Regions from separate parts of the Mus musculus genome. Here all the other regions are linked to region 1. A link is a contact called in public HiChIP or PLAC-seq and promoter capture Hi-C data. All regions are on one chromosome and are shown on one strand. Each heading gives the region's core, a stretch centred on a gene start, on an enhancer-like site or on the middle of the called end of the contact. The rest is flanking DNA. Distances are from core to core; before and after follow the strand shown. Region 1 holds the start of Pkdcc (protein kinase domain containing, cytoplasmic). Region 2 overlaps Mta3 (metastasis associated 3). Region 3 overlaps Gm35125 (a long non-coding RNA gene).

The links. Promoter capture Hi-C pulls out the DNA fragments that hold promoters and counts their contacts. HiChIP or PLAC-seq counts read pairs in DNA pulled down with a chosen protein or histone mark.
Region 2: a promoter capture Hi-C map of the C10 cell line shows a contact between it and region 1, with 4 times the contacts expected there. The contact joins the enhancer-like site here to the promoter of Pkdcc in region 1. A contact is called at or near these places in 3 of 39 promoter capture datasets (the C10 cell line and stem cell-derived epiblast-like cells) and 2 of 115 datasets of contacts at active chromatin or transcription factors (T-cell acute lymphoblastic leukemia and pancreatic cancer cells).
Region 3: a contact with region 1 is called in a FOXA1 HiChIP or PLAC-seq map of pancreatic cancer cells. The contact joins the enhancer-like site here to the promoter of Pkdcc in region 1. A contact is called at or near these places in 2 of 39 promoter capture datasets (the C10 cell line and hippocampal neurons), 7 of 115 datasets of contacts at active chromatin or transcription factors (T-cell acute lymphoblastic leukemia, embryonic forebrain, embryonic hindbrain and 4 more) and 1 of 9 other capture datasets (embryonic stem cells).

The regions. Positions count from the first base shown.
Region 1 is chr17:83,213,740-83,218,099 of GRCm38.p6, forward strand. Pkdcc (protein kinase domain containing, cytoplasmic) reads left to right here and starts at 1,544. Exons shown (of 7, transcript NM_134117.2): 1 at 1,544-2,365. The coding sequence starts at 1,727. Gm34686 (a long non-coding RNA gene) reads right to left here and starts at 1,395. Exons shown (of 3, transcript XR_001782234.2): 1 at 1-1,395.
Region 2 is chr17:83,813,838-83,818,083 of GRCm38.p6, forward strand. Mta3 (metastasis associated 3) reads left to right here. Exons shown (of 17, transcript NM_001379391.1): 17 at 799-1,068. The coding sequence ends at 824. Among named protein-coding and RNA genes, the nearest start is that of Gm41637, 11 kb to the right of the region's middle. Within about 2 kb of position 2,809, at least 35 of the 459 cell types and tissues checked have an H3K27ac peak or open chromatin away from gene starts, as enhancers often do.
Region 3 is chr17:83,864,049-83,868,159 of GRCm38.p6, forward strand. Gm35125 (a long non-coding RNA gene) reads right to left here. Exons shown (of 3, transcript XR_877036.3): 3 at 490-1,806. Among named protein-coding and RNA genes, the nearest start is that of n-TIaat17, 4.2 kb to the left of the region's middle. Within about 2 kb of position 1,548, at least 14 of the 459 cell types and tissues checked have an H3K27ac peak or open chromatin away from gene starts, as enhancers often do. A contact at or near this core is called in embryonic stem cells and pancreatic cancer cells, where this site is marked.

The DNA of each region.
Region 1 (4,360 bases), core at 294-2,793:
CAGAGCTGGGCGGGGCAGCTTAAACAGGAACAGACCTATAGCGCACACTCCATCAAACCCACCCAAATCTCTCAGGGGGAATCATGGCCTCCTTCAACCTGCCTTTCCCATGACGAATAACTCAGCATGGTCCCCACTTTCTGAGTTTTAGGGGACCAAGAAGTCAGTCAGAGCCAGAAGGCCTACCTCAGTGCGATCACAGGCTGAACTTCCAAAAGAGCTAGCCGCAAGTTTTATTCCCTGTCACAGAGTTCCTCCCTGCGTTGGATAGGAACAGGAGACCTCTTGAGGGAAAACCCCTCCTTCCTAGAAAGCCCCTCAGAAAGGCGGCTCTGGATTCTTTCTCCAGCCCCTAAATTTTACCCCATATGCCGTCGCTCCAGCCGAATCCACGGCACTGCAGGAAGAGAGATAACTTTTTCCTGCCCAGAGCAAAGCAGGAGGGAGCCTGAGGAAGTGAGACGACCTCGGTGGACAGTTTCAGTGCCCTAGGGAAGTGGAGAGCCACGAGGGGGAGGGGCGGCAGCTTATCTCGCAGGAGGGGGGAGCTCACTCCAAACAGCTAATGCACTGGCGTGTGAAAGCCCCTCAATTAGCACTAATGATGCAATCAGGGAGGGAGGAGGAGGGACCAGAAGTTCTGATGGAGTCAGCACTAACACACAGGGCACACACTCACTCCCATCCTAGAGACACAGTAGCCCCTCGGGACATGCGGATGCACACATTCCACAGACAGATGTGCGTGGACACTAATGCACTCGCTGTATACGGTTCCGACCCCCTACTGGCGGGTCAAAGATCGAGGTTCTCGGGGATGGGGATGGAGCTGTGTTGTCGAGATGTGGGGATTCGGGAACCAGGAAAATCAGAAAGTCCTGGTAGAAGACAGTTGAAAAAAAAAAAGAATTCTTCCGAAACCTCCTGATTAACTCTGAGACCACAGTCCCCACCCCTCGCGCTCTCGCAGGTGCGGGGCAGCCTCCCCAGTGCGCCGCCCTTCATCACACCCTGAACCCGGGCTGTCCCAGAGCAGCCTCACCCGCAGAAGGAGGAACCCCTGCGCACTGCACTGCAGCCCCGACTCCCCACCTCCCCCAGGAGGCAGCGTGTACCCCTGAGATCCCCGCACCCGGGCCTTGGCGGCTTGCCCCTTGGAGCCCGTTACCCGCCGGCCTCGCCCCTCCAACTCCCCGCACCAGGTCGGCCAGCTCCGCTTTCGGCCTCCGGGTCCCGTTATCCAGCCTGGCCTCGGGCTTGGAAGCCCTGCGCGCGGCCGCCCCCTCCCCCTCCCCCGCTCCCCAACCCGAGCTCGGGGGGCCGCGCGCCGGGCAGGGCCGGAGCCGCCTCCGCGCCGCTTCCCAGGCCCGGCTGGCCGCGGGAGGAGGTCCCGCTGTCAGTCAGCGGGGAAGGCCGGCCCGGGCGGCCAGAGGGGGCGGCGCCGAGGACTGGCTCGGCCGGGCGCGGGGAGGCGCTGGCGGAGGGGCGGGCGCGGGGGTGGCTCCGGGCCTTATAAGCGGCGGGGGCAGGGCGGGAGGGAGGCAAGTGTCAGGCCGATGTGCCGCCCGCCGGGGGCCGGGGTCGGGGCTGCCCGGGCCATGCGCGCGGGCTGGGCAGGGGGCCGGCGCGGCGCGAAGCCGAGTCGCCTCGGAGCCTGAGCCGCCCGGGGCCGGGGCCGGGGCCGGGGCCGGGGAGCGGCGCGCGGCCGGCCGGGGGGAGGGGAGCGATGCGGCGCCGGCGGGCGGCCGTGGCCGCTGGTTTCTGCGCCTCCTTCCTGCTGGGCTCCGTCCTCAACGTGCTCTTCGCACCGGGCTCGGAGCCTCCGCGGCCAGGCCAGTCCCCGGGGTCCTCGGCAGCCCCGGGCCCGGGCCGTCGCGGGGGCCGTGGGGAGCTGGCCCGGCAGATCCGGGAGCGCTACGAGGAGGTGCAGCGCTATTCCCGCGGGGGGCCGGGGCCGGGAGCGGGCCGGCCAGAGCGGCGGCGCCTGATGGACCTGGCTCCGGGCGGGCCGGGCCTGCAGCGTCCCCGGCCCCCGCGGGTCCGGTCCCCGCCCGACGGCGCTCCGGGCTGGCCCCCTGCTCCCGGCCCGGGCTCCCCCGGCCCGGGCCCGCGCCTAGGCTGCGCCGCGCTCCGCAACGTGTCTGGCGCGCAGTACGTGGGCTCAGGCTACACTAAGGCTGTGTACCGGGTCCGCCTGCCCGGCGGCGCCGCGGTGGCGCTTAAAGCAGTGGACTTCAGCGGCCACGATCTGGGCAGCTGCGTGCGCGAGTTCGGGGCGCGAAGGGGCTGCTATCGCCTGGCGGCCCACAAGCTGCTCAAAGAGATGGTGCTGCTGGAGCGGCTGCGGCACCCCAACGTGCTGCAGGTACGACAGTGGGGTTCCGGGATGAGGGGGCTGGCTGGCCACTCTGAAAGACTCCTTGGTCTTACGGAGTAAATAAGTCTCAGGGCGTCCAAGACTGCCCAGTTGCAGCTAGGTGCAGAACCCAGATTAGGGAACCACACTCAGCACCACCCTGCCGGGGTCTCTCACCCTTTGGGTAGAACCCTGTACCAGCTTAAACGCATCCCGTAAAGACAGAGGCAAGGACCAGAAGGGTCCCAAGCTGGTGATAAGGCAGTGATTAGGAGTTGTGACCACAGAGGACCCTGCTGCTGGCTAAAGCTGGTGGAGTATTATCTCCAGTCATAGTGACCTCAGGTCCAACTCCAACATCCAGCTTCAGTCAGCTCCCAGATGCAGAAATAGGATCCCCCATATTGGTAGAGCCTGAACCATACTTTTTTCAAAGTCCAGCGACACGTCTGGCTTTGGAGGTGATGTTAAGCCTCAGTGGGTATGGGAGGGGCCCAAAAGGAGACCATGGATCTGACTTGATCTTCAGGGAGACCCTCATTTCTCACTGGGCTCACAGGCCATTGAAAGGGATAAAAGAGGCCAGAAAATACACAGCCTTTCCCAGAAGTGACCACAGGCTTCCCTGGGACTTCAAGTGGGTCCAGCTGAACCACAGGGGAAGCCTCAGGATTGTAGGCCAGAAGACTCCAGGTCTGCTAGTATGAATACCACACTCTTGCAAGTGTGCTTAGCCAAGAGGCTAGACGGTTCAAAAAGCTAGATGCATACTTTCCTAGCGAGAAACTCTGTCCTTGTTCATTGGGGGCACAGGCAAGAAGGATGCACCCCCACATCTCGTCCATCCAAGGTTGCATTTAGAACAGACCTTCACAATGCCACCGCCATCCAAACATAAACCCACTTCCCCTCTCTGAGTTCTCTGCCTTGGATAAGACTACTTACTCTCTATGCATATGTGTGAGGTGACTGAAAGGGGACCCCTGACTGCTCTTGGCTGGGTAACATAAGTGTGTGCAACCCCCCCCCCAGCTGTCCATACCACCCACCCACCCTCAGAGTCACTTTTCTATACCCAAAGAGCTGGCCAGAGGCACAGCAGTCCATCTTTTCTTCCCTCAGCACTGAGAAGGGGGCCCCAGGCCTCGAGGGATCTGTGGACCACAGAATAAAGAGGCCACAATACTACTTGTACTCCTAGTGGCTCCAAGTCTCCCTAGAACTAATGCCCCCAGTCCTGGCCATACTCTTGTGACAAGTTCTGTCAAGGTCCCAGGCCCTGCATTTGGTCCCAAACACCCATTGTGTGTGTTTATGTCTGGCTGCATGGCTAACACTGTGACTGGAGCTTAAGGGAGTGAGCGGCTGGTTACGTGGCCATTCTAACTGGGAGGATCTTGGTTGTTTTTTTTTTCCCTCTTCTGGGTTCTTGGGAATTTTCTGGAAACCCTGAGGTGCCAGCCAGATTCTGAGGAGGATGGAGAGGCCTTGACCAAGTGACTTAGCGGGGCATTTGGTGTTTGTTAACTGTTCAAGGCCATTTCTCAGGACAGGTTTGTCATTCAGTTGGGCCTTCCTAGCCATAGGGATTCCTCCCTTGATGGCCTCACCATGCATTTCCACCATGCATTTCCACCGACTACACCTACAACCAGATCCACAGAGTGGTCCTTGTCTGTAACGTTGCCCCCACCCCCCACCCCTAGTAATGAGGGCACCAGAGAAAGACAAGACATTACAAGGGAACATGTCTCGCCCATGCCTTCTCCAGCATGGCATCTCTCAGGATTGTTTGTGAGACTTCCAGTCTGAGGAGCGAACACCCCTAGGACAGAAGGATTTCGAGTCCTAGAGAAAGTGGAAGTCCCTAGGGGACTTGGGGACAGCTTTGGGGATGAGATCCTCTCATTCGTTCTCTGACCACCACGCCATGTCCCTTCTGACTTCTTCAGTTAGGCTGCCTCTGTGGCCAGCACAGCCTGCCGTGGGTCTTCAAAAGACTCA
Region 2 (4,246 bases), core at 1,559-4,058, 600 kb after region 1:
TGCACCTTGTGCTCGTGCTCAGGGAAGCCAGAAGAGGGTGACAGATTCCCTTAGGACTAGAGGTAGAGATGGTTGAGTCACTGTATAGGTACAGGGAAGTGAACAGGAAAAGTATTTGTGAGCTCTCTCAGCCTCTCAGTTTTGAATCCAGATGCCTCAGTAAATAAAGACCCACCTCAGAAACCAATGTGTAAAGACTCTTCCTCAGAGAGCTCCCAGGCTCTAGCAAGGAAATGGGGAAAAAACTTTCTGCCTTAGTTTCTTTTTCTGTTACTTCATTAAAATACCTGACAGCCCCCACCCCCCAAAGAAAAACCATGAGGGAGAACAATTTTATTTGACTCATAGTTTGAGGGTACAGTCCACCATGGTAAGGAGATCAAAGTGACTGCTCAGCCCACTTTCTCCAATTATAGCGTCCAGGACCTTGGCCAGGGGATGGTGCCGCCCACAGTGGGTGGGGCTTCTTACCTCAGTTAACACAATCCTACAACCCTTGACAGGTGCATGTCCAAGGTCCTCCTCTTTCTGGAAAACTGTCTGCACTTAACTTTCCAATCAGATTTGTCTTGTCTTTCCATTAGTGTGTCCCTTTGTATTCCATGTATTTTTCAATTCGGTTGCTGCATGTGTTTGTAAGTGCATATATGATTTTTATGTCTTTTTTTTTAACCATTGTGAAGTGACCCTCGTTATCAGTGTTAATACTTGTTATCTAGTAGTTTGTGTTTTCTAATATCAGTATGACCACACCACTTTTCTTTCTTTTTTCATCTCTCTTCTAAAAATTGTTTTTAGGGCCAGAACGATGGCTAAGCAGGTAAAGGCGCTGCCACCAAGCCGGTGACCTGAGTTTGATCCCTGGGACCCTCATGGTGAAAGGAGAGAACCGACTCCTTCAAGTGCCCTCTGACCTCCACACGTGCACTGTGGTACGCACATGCCTACACACACACACACACACACACACACACACACACACACACACACACAGATTAATAAAATGTAATGAAATTTTATAAAAATATAAAAAATATTTAAAAATAATAAAATGTAATGAAAATTGTCTGTAGGTGTTTATTTTGTTTTTGCACCATTAGAAATCAAACCCGGGACCTCATGCGTGCTAGACCACTGAACTGGTCCAGCCCCGGCCTGAGTTTGTTGTTCCTTTCAGTTCTCTGAACCCAAGTCCTTCTGCATGCTAGGTAAGCACTCTTTTCCTCTTCCTCTTGTGTGTTCTTTTTCTTTTCCAGACAGTCTCACTATGTGGCCCAGGTCGGGCCCTGAGTCCATCCTCCTGCTCAGCTTTCTGAATGCTGGGATCACAGGCCTGTGCTTTTAAATGAGTCTTTTCTTAGGAAATTCAAGGTGAAATGAATCAAACAGAATCCTTAAAGTCAGTGTGCATTGCTCCATCACAGATTTAAAAATCCCATAAAGTGATATTCTGCTCCATTTTCATAATAGACAATTAATTAATTAATTTTTAAGGCAGGGTCTCTGTAGTCTTGCTGGTCTGGAACTCACAGAAGACCACCTGTCTCTGCCTCCTGAGTGCTGGGATCAAAGGTGTGTGCCATGCTTGGCCATCCAGTCCTTTTATATTGCTTTATTTCTTTTTTTTGGTTTTTTGAGACAGGGTTTCTCTGTGTAGCCCTGGCTGTCCTGGAACTCACTCTGTAGACCAGACTGGCCTCAAACTCAGAAATCTGCCTGTCTCTGCCTCCCAAGTGCTGGGATTAAAGGCGTGTACCACCAATGCCCGGTGCTTTATTTATTTCTTTATTTTCTTTTTTAGACAGGGTCTCACTGTGTAGCCCTGGCTGGCCTGGCCTGGGCTGGAGAGGTGGAGAGATTCCTGAGTTCACAGAGATGTGGTTGCCTTTGCCTCTTGAGTGCTGGAATCAAGGGCACATCCTTTTATATTTCTAAAATACAATATAGGGCAGCCATACTTGTAATCCCATCACTCAGGGTCAGAGGCAGGAGGATTGTGAGTCCAGGGCAGTTTTGTGCACATGTCAAGCTCAAGGCCTGTTTGAGTTATGTAGTGAGACCCTGCCTCTGGAAAAAGATGAAAACATACCACACTGTCATCCATTACAGCTCCTTTTCTATAGCTTCTTTAACATACTTACATCAGACAGTTTGATTCCATGTGCGCTCCTTCTTACAGCTTTAATCTCACATTTATTTCCTGCTGACATTTTTCTTTTTGATTACTGGTTCCATCTTCCTGTCTCTTCTCTCTGAAACTTGAAAATACAAGTCACTGTGAATGGCAGGCTACAGAGACTCTGACTTCCATTTCCTCTGCCGTGTCCTGAGTTTTGCTCTAGCAAGTGGTTAAACTGGAAGATCACTTTGATCTTTATTTCTTCCTTTTTCCATTTCTGTGTGGCAGGGGGGGGGCATGCCTCTGTGTGCATGTTTGCATGTTGGCACATGTCTGCGTGCATGTTTGCATGGGTCTGTGAGCATGTTGGCTCATGTCTATGTGCATGTTTGCATGTGTGGTGAGTTTCCGGCGCATGTACTATGGAGGCAGAGGTTGGTGTTGAGTATCACGACCGCTCTGCCACCTCACTGAGCCCAGTGTGGCTCATCTTGCTAACCAGCTTGCCGTGGGAGTCCTCATCTCCCCCTTCCAGGGCTGGGGTTACAGGCAGGCTACCATGCCTGCCTAGCATTTTGTGTTGAGTTCTGGAGATCCAAACTCTGGTCTCCGTGCATGAGTTGTAAGCACTTTAACCACAGAGCCGTCTCTCCAGCCCTGATCGCTGTGGTCCTGTGGAGGAAGCTTAGTTTAAAGCAACAGTTCCCAAACTGGGTCACGGTCCCTGTGAAGGGCCATCAGAAAGCACAGATGTTTGCGTTATGATTCATAACAGTAATAAGATTACAGTTGAGAAGTAGCAGTGAAAATAATTTTATGGCTGGGGGGTCACCACAACACGAGAAGTTGTATTATGGGGTTGTAGCATTAGGCAGGTTGACAACCACTGGGTTAAAGATGTGAGGTCTTCGGATTTGCTTAGCTTCATGGGTTTTCAGTGGAAAAATCATGTTGACCCAGCCCCTGTAAACTGGTAGAAATTAAACTCCAAGTTATGCCTTCCCAGCACAGGTGGCTACTACACCCCTCTCAGGTCACTGAACCCACCTGGTGTTTCCAGGCTCTTGGAGCTTCCTCTGTCCTTACCGGTCAGAAACGTGCCTATCTATGATCTAGGGGCAGGGTAAGATCATCTGAGGACACCCCGAGTCTTCTCGGTTTCCAACTCTACAGACAGCCTGACAGCCTTAGGCTCCACCTCCAATGGCTCATTCCAGTTAGACCACAGCTTTCTGCCTGAGTAGGCTCTGGTCTTCCATTGCTCTCAGGAAAGGCAATGACTAAATACCCCTCACTTAGTCCCTCCCACTTTGTCTTCGGGCAACAGTCTCTCTAGTACCCCTAAATAGTTGTTTGTTTTACTACTTTGCCCAGAGTTGACTGGCTGGAGAGTTAGTCTAATATAAATTAACGTACCATAGCAGGAAGCAGAACTCCGTCCTTCCATGCCTCTCCACCTTGGTTTTCCTGGTTTAAAAAAAAAAAGAAAGAAAGTTCTTAAAGAAAAGAAAATCTTGCTGTTTTATGCTTTATGTAAACTCTTACTTCTCAGAGGACACTGATAACATTTTGATTTTTATGTTTGATCTCTAGCATTTGTGTTAGAGATTTTTCCCCTTGTGACCTTTATTTAAGGACACTGAGGCCTGGTAGAGGGCTTGCCTAGTCTGGGTAAAAGGCCCTGGGTTCAGTTTGCAATACTGCAGGAAACAACAGCAACGCATTGGCATGGTGAGTCTGGGAAGTCACTGGGCAACCCCAGAGGCCAGAATCTTAATGATGCGGTCTCTCCTCAGGATCCCCAGAGAATCTTCCTCCTGTGACTTCCTCAGAAGGCATGTGCTTAGCTGCCCGCATTCTGGAAGCTCACGAGGAAGATGGACGGCTGGAGGGTCACCACTCAGAACACGAATCCACTTGATCTCTCAGCTGTGCTTGATACCTGGTGGGAAGTAGACAGTTGCCCTTGGACCTGGGCTGGGGAGAGCTCCGGGCCTGCTTCTTCAGACAGACACCCTTCAACTCATCTCCTTTGCTTCAGTCTTCCCTCTCCGATTCCTGGTATCATTTTCTGAGCCCTTGGAGGCGTCTTTGAACAAACTGGGCTCTCAGCCTCCCTGCCAGCCT
Region 3 (4,111 bases), core at 298-2,797, 650 kb after region 1:
AAGATGGTTGTGAGCCATCATGTGGTTGCTGGGAATTGAACTCTAGACCTCTAGAAGAGCAGGCAATGCTCATAACTCCTGCTTTATTTTTTTTCCAGCCCACTTGCTTTATCTTTAAGGCAATCCATTCCATTTTTCTAACAACGTTTAGGACCAAAACATTGTGTGATTTTTTTTTCCCCAGGGGAGATAAAATTTGGTCTGCTACCCCTCTGGGCACTAACAGACCAAACAATCCCATCAAAGTCCAAAGTCCACTGGCAAACCAGTGGGTGTATCTGGGTTCCTTGTGGCACTGTTGTCTTAGTTAGGGTTTTACTGCTGTGAACAGACACCATGACCAAGGCAAGTCTTATAAAAAACAACATTTAATTGGGGCTGGCTTACAGGTTCAGAGGTTCAGTCCATTATCATCAAGGTGGGAGCATGGCAGTATCCAGGCAGGTATGGCACAGGCAAAGCTGAGAGTTCTATGTCTTCATCCAAAGGCTGCTAGTGGAAGACTGACTTTCAGGCAACTAGGGTGAGGCTATTAAGCCCACACCCACAGTGACACACCTATTCCAGCCAAGTCACACCTATTCGTACAAGGCCGCTCCCTGGCCCAAGAATATACAAACCATCACTACTGTGGATGGCTCAGAGGCAAACTAACTGTACAGTAGGGTCGTAGGCCCTTGTCCACTCTGCCACAGGGCAGAACTCAGAGAGTTTGACTGTGCTTACCCCATGCCAGGGCAGGTGCTGGGCTGTAGGGAGGCATCGCTCCAGGGTGGGAAAGCGCAGTCTGAGATGTGAGAAAGCTGGAGCTGGTTCAGGGGTCCCTGGGCCTGAGACAAGGCAGAGGTAGAGGGGTTCTCAGGCTCTTAGACATCCAGGCGCCCTGGGAGTTGCAGAAGAGAGGTGTCCAGCCCGTAGTGGAGGGTGGGTGAGGGAGGGGAGCTCCAACTTGTCCCATGGGGATGATTGTCCTTAGCCTGGCAGCAAGCTTGGTGGCAGTTGTGGCTGGGAGCCCAGAGAGGCCTTCTCCAGGAGACTAGGCTGTGGCTCTGTAGGCGAAGGCCTTCTTCATGGCACCCCACAACAGGCAGATCTTGATGAAAAGAGTCAGTCCATGGTTCTAAACAGTTTATTGTCATGGTGGAAAATGAGTGTGTAAACCGTACCCACTTCTCAGGGTGGGCCCGAGATTAAATGCCTTTTGCCAGAAGGGATGTCTGGGAAGGGAAAGCTCATTGGCTGAGCCCTCTGGGCCTCTAGGTACCTCATTAGAATGGAGAAGTCTGTTTGGGGCCTACATGACCGTAGGACATGTTTCTTTTATGTGAGAAGCATGGCACATGTTTCAAGTCAGGAGTCTAGCAGGGAGCTGGAGTCACCTGAATCTCAGACTCTAGACTTGCTTTATCTTCCCAAACTTTCTGGAGTGGTTTTACGTCCCACACCCACCTCAGCCTGACTGACAATGGGCTATTGCCCTGGGGCTCTCTGGGAAAGGGCAGGAAGTCAGTGAGTCCGGCCCCTCCCCTCAGCAATTGTGACTACGCTTGAGCAGTCGTACTCCTTGGGCTATGGACAGGGCCTTGGGAGGCTTATGCGTCCCAGAGGCTTCCCGAGACAGCTCAGTTTTGTTCATTTCTTGGGTCTTACATCCCTCCCGGAAGGGATGTTTCAATTCTGAGGAATATTTGCTCCACCACAAATATTCTTCTGAGATATGCATCTGCCCCTTCTGCTTACAGTTGGCATGGACAGTGGCTTCTCGAAGTACTTTCTGGTCAGATAGGGAGCAAAACTAGATGTAACCTAGAAATCCAAAGTAAAATATCTTTATCAAAGAAAAGAAGCAAAGGGCAATCAAAGCAAAGAAGAAGAGGAGGGGGGGGGAAGGGAAGTCGAAAGGGGAGGAGGAGGAAGAAGAAGAAGAGGAGGAGGAGAAGGAGGAAGAAGAAGAGGAAGAAGAGGAAGAGGAAGAAGAGGAAGGGGAAGAGGAGGAGGAGGAAGAAGAAACCCTTAACGGATTAGAATATATGTAGTCCGACTAATTTTACAGTGGTGATAGTAGGGATTCTTAGGGTTTTGTGAGCAATGAAATCAAGAGTGTGAAATGGTTCAGTAAGGTAAAGAATGCTTGGTACTCAAGTCTGGCAACCTGAGTCTGACCCTGAATTCAAGGCAGAAGGAGAAAACCCGGGCTCCCAAAAGTCATCTGAGCTCCATAGGAACACCGAGGCACATGCATGCCTCTCTCTCTCTCTCTCTCTCTCTCTCTCTCTCTCTCTCTCTCTCTCTCGCTCTCTCTCTCTCTCTCTCTCTCTCTCTCTCTCACACACACACACACACACACACACACCCCTATACATACATACATACATACATACATACATACATATTGAGTTTTGAGTGTGGTGGTCTGAATATACTTGGCCCATGGGAAGGGGCACTATTAGGAGGTGTGGCCTTGTTGGAGTAGGTGTGAGCTAGTTGGGGGAAGTTTGTCATTTTGAGGTCCTATGCTTAAGCTCCACCCAGGGCAGAAGAGACCCTCCTCCTGACTGCCCGCGAAGACAGTTTCCTGACGGCTGCCTTTGGATCAAGATGTAGAACACTCAGCTTTTTCTCCAGTATCATGTCTGCCTGGATGCTGACTGGAACACCAGGCTTTAGTTGGATAGGTGTTTCTTTGGGCCTTTGGAAAAGCCGCGCGTGGCGGCCACACGGTGGCACTGCGTCCCCGCCCCAGAAGTTTTTCCTTACAGTGGGGCTTAGGCCATTGATTGGGATTCCATCCTCAGCCTGCAGGGCTACCTGGGGCCCCTCTGTATCTTTAACATGGACTCAGACCATTTTTTCCCAGCATTCCCAAACACAGCACCAGGGAAAGCAGAGAGCTGCTCCCACACACTCTGTTAGCCAAGCATAGGCTTGGGTTAGGAGAACCAGATCAGAGCAGGAGAGTTCCCAAGTCCTGAGGACCCAATTAGATGAAAGTACAGACTGGATTTTCTCCCCGTGTCTCCACAGCTGACCACAGGCTGTCTTTGTGGGCCACAGGAGTGGTCCCCATGTATACACTCACTGTATACACATTGGGAAAATTGTTTTCAGATGTTTATATAGGAAAGTCCAAGGGCCTAGACTGGGATCAGCCTCATCAAAATCAATTTCACAGGAATAAAATTTCAGCCTTATTCACGGGTCAGACCATATCTACTTGTGATCTTTAGCTGCTTAATGGTTGCCCTGGCCTGCGATACGAAGTTAGACTAGAGAACTGGGTATGCAGCTTAGTGGTACAGCACTAACTGCTGTATGCAAAGTCACCGGGTTAATCCCTGGTACCGGAGGATAGGTATGTAGGTGTGTGTATATCTGAATGCAAAGGCCACAGCTTAGTTCTTCAGAACTTTCTAGAATAGACCTCCCCAGGGTATCCTTAGCCCCTTAGCATGGAAGAGGTTATCAAAGCACCCCGGAGAGCAGGTGATCGTGGGAAAGAGGGATGAGGGGTAAAGGGGGGGATTGGGAAGGGTGACGGAGGACAGGAGTCACTAAGGACACTGCCTTGACTTTATAGCTCTGTCTTCTTCTAGTCTCTGGACTGAGGACTGAGGCAGAGATTCCCCTGTGGACAATTTTTTTTTGCCCCTCCACAATACTGAATTTTCGTTCTATAGCTGGGTCTGGCGGCTCATGTCTATAATCTCAGTACTTGGGATGCTGAAGGCAAGAAGATTGTTGTGAGTTAGTTTAAAGCTACTCTAGGCTACACAGTGAGTTCCAGATAAGCCTAGGCTAAAGGATGAGACCCTGTTGCCAAAAAAAAAAAAAAAAAAAAGAAAAAAAAAAGCAAAGATAAATAAATAAATGAAATATTTCGAATTCACCAACTGGTCACGTAAGTCAATTTAAATGCCACTCTGTCAATGGCAAAAGAGGCACCTCGTTGGTGATGTTCTTGTATCAGTCAGGGCCAGAGCAGATGGCAGGCCTTTCTTTATCCTAGCTTGATGTCTGGCTAGGTGGCCAAAGCTGTCTAGGACTCATAAAAATCAAATCAAATCCAGGCAGCGCAGTGTGGGAGGAGGCAGACAGACAGAGACCTTCAGAC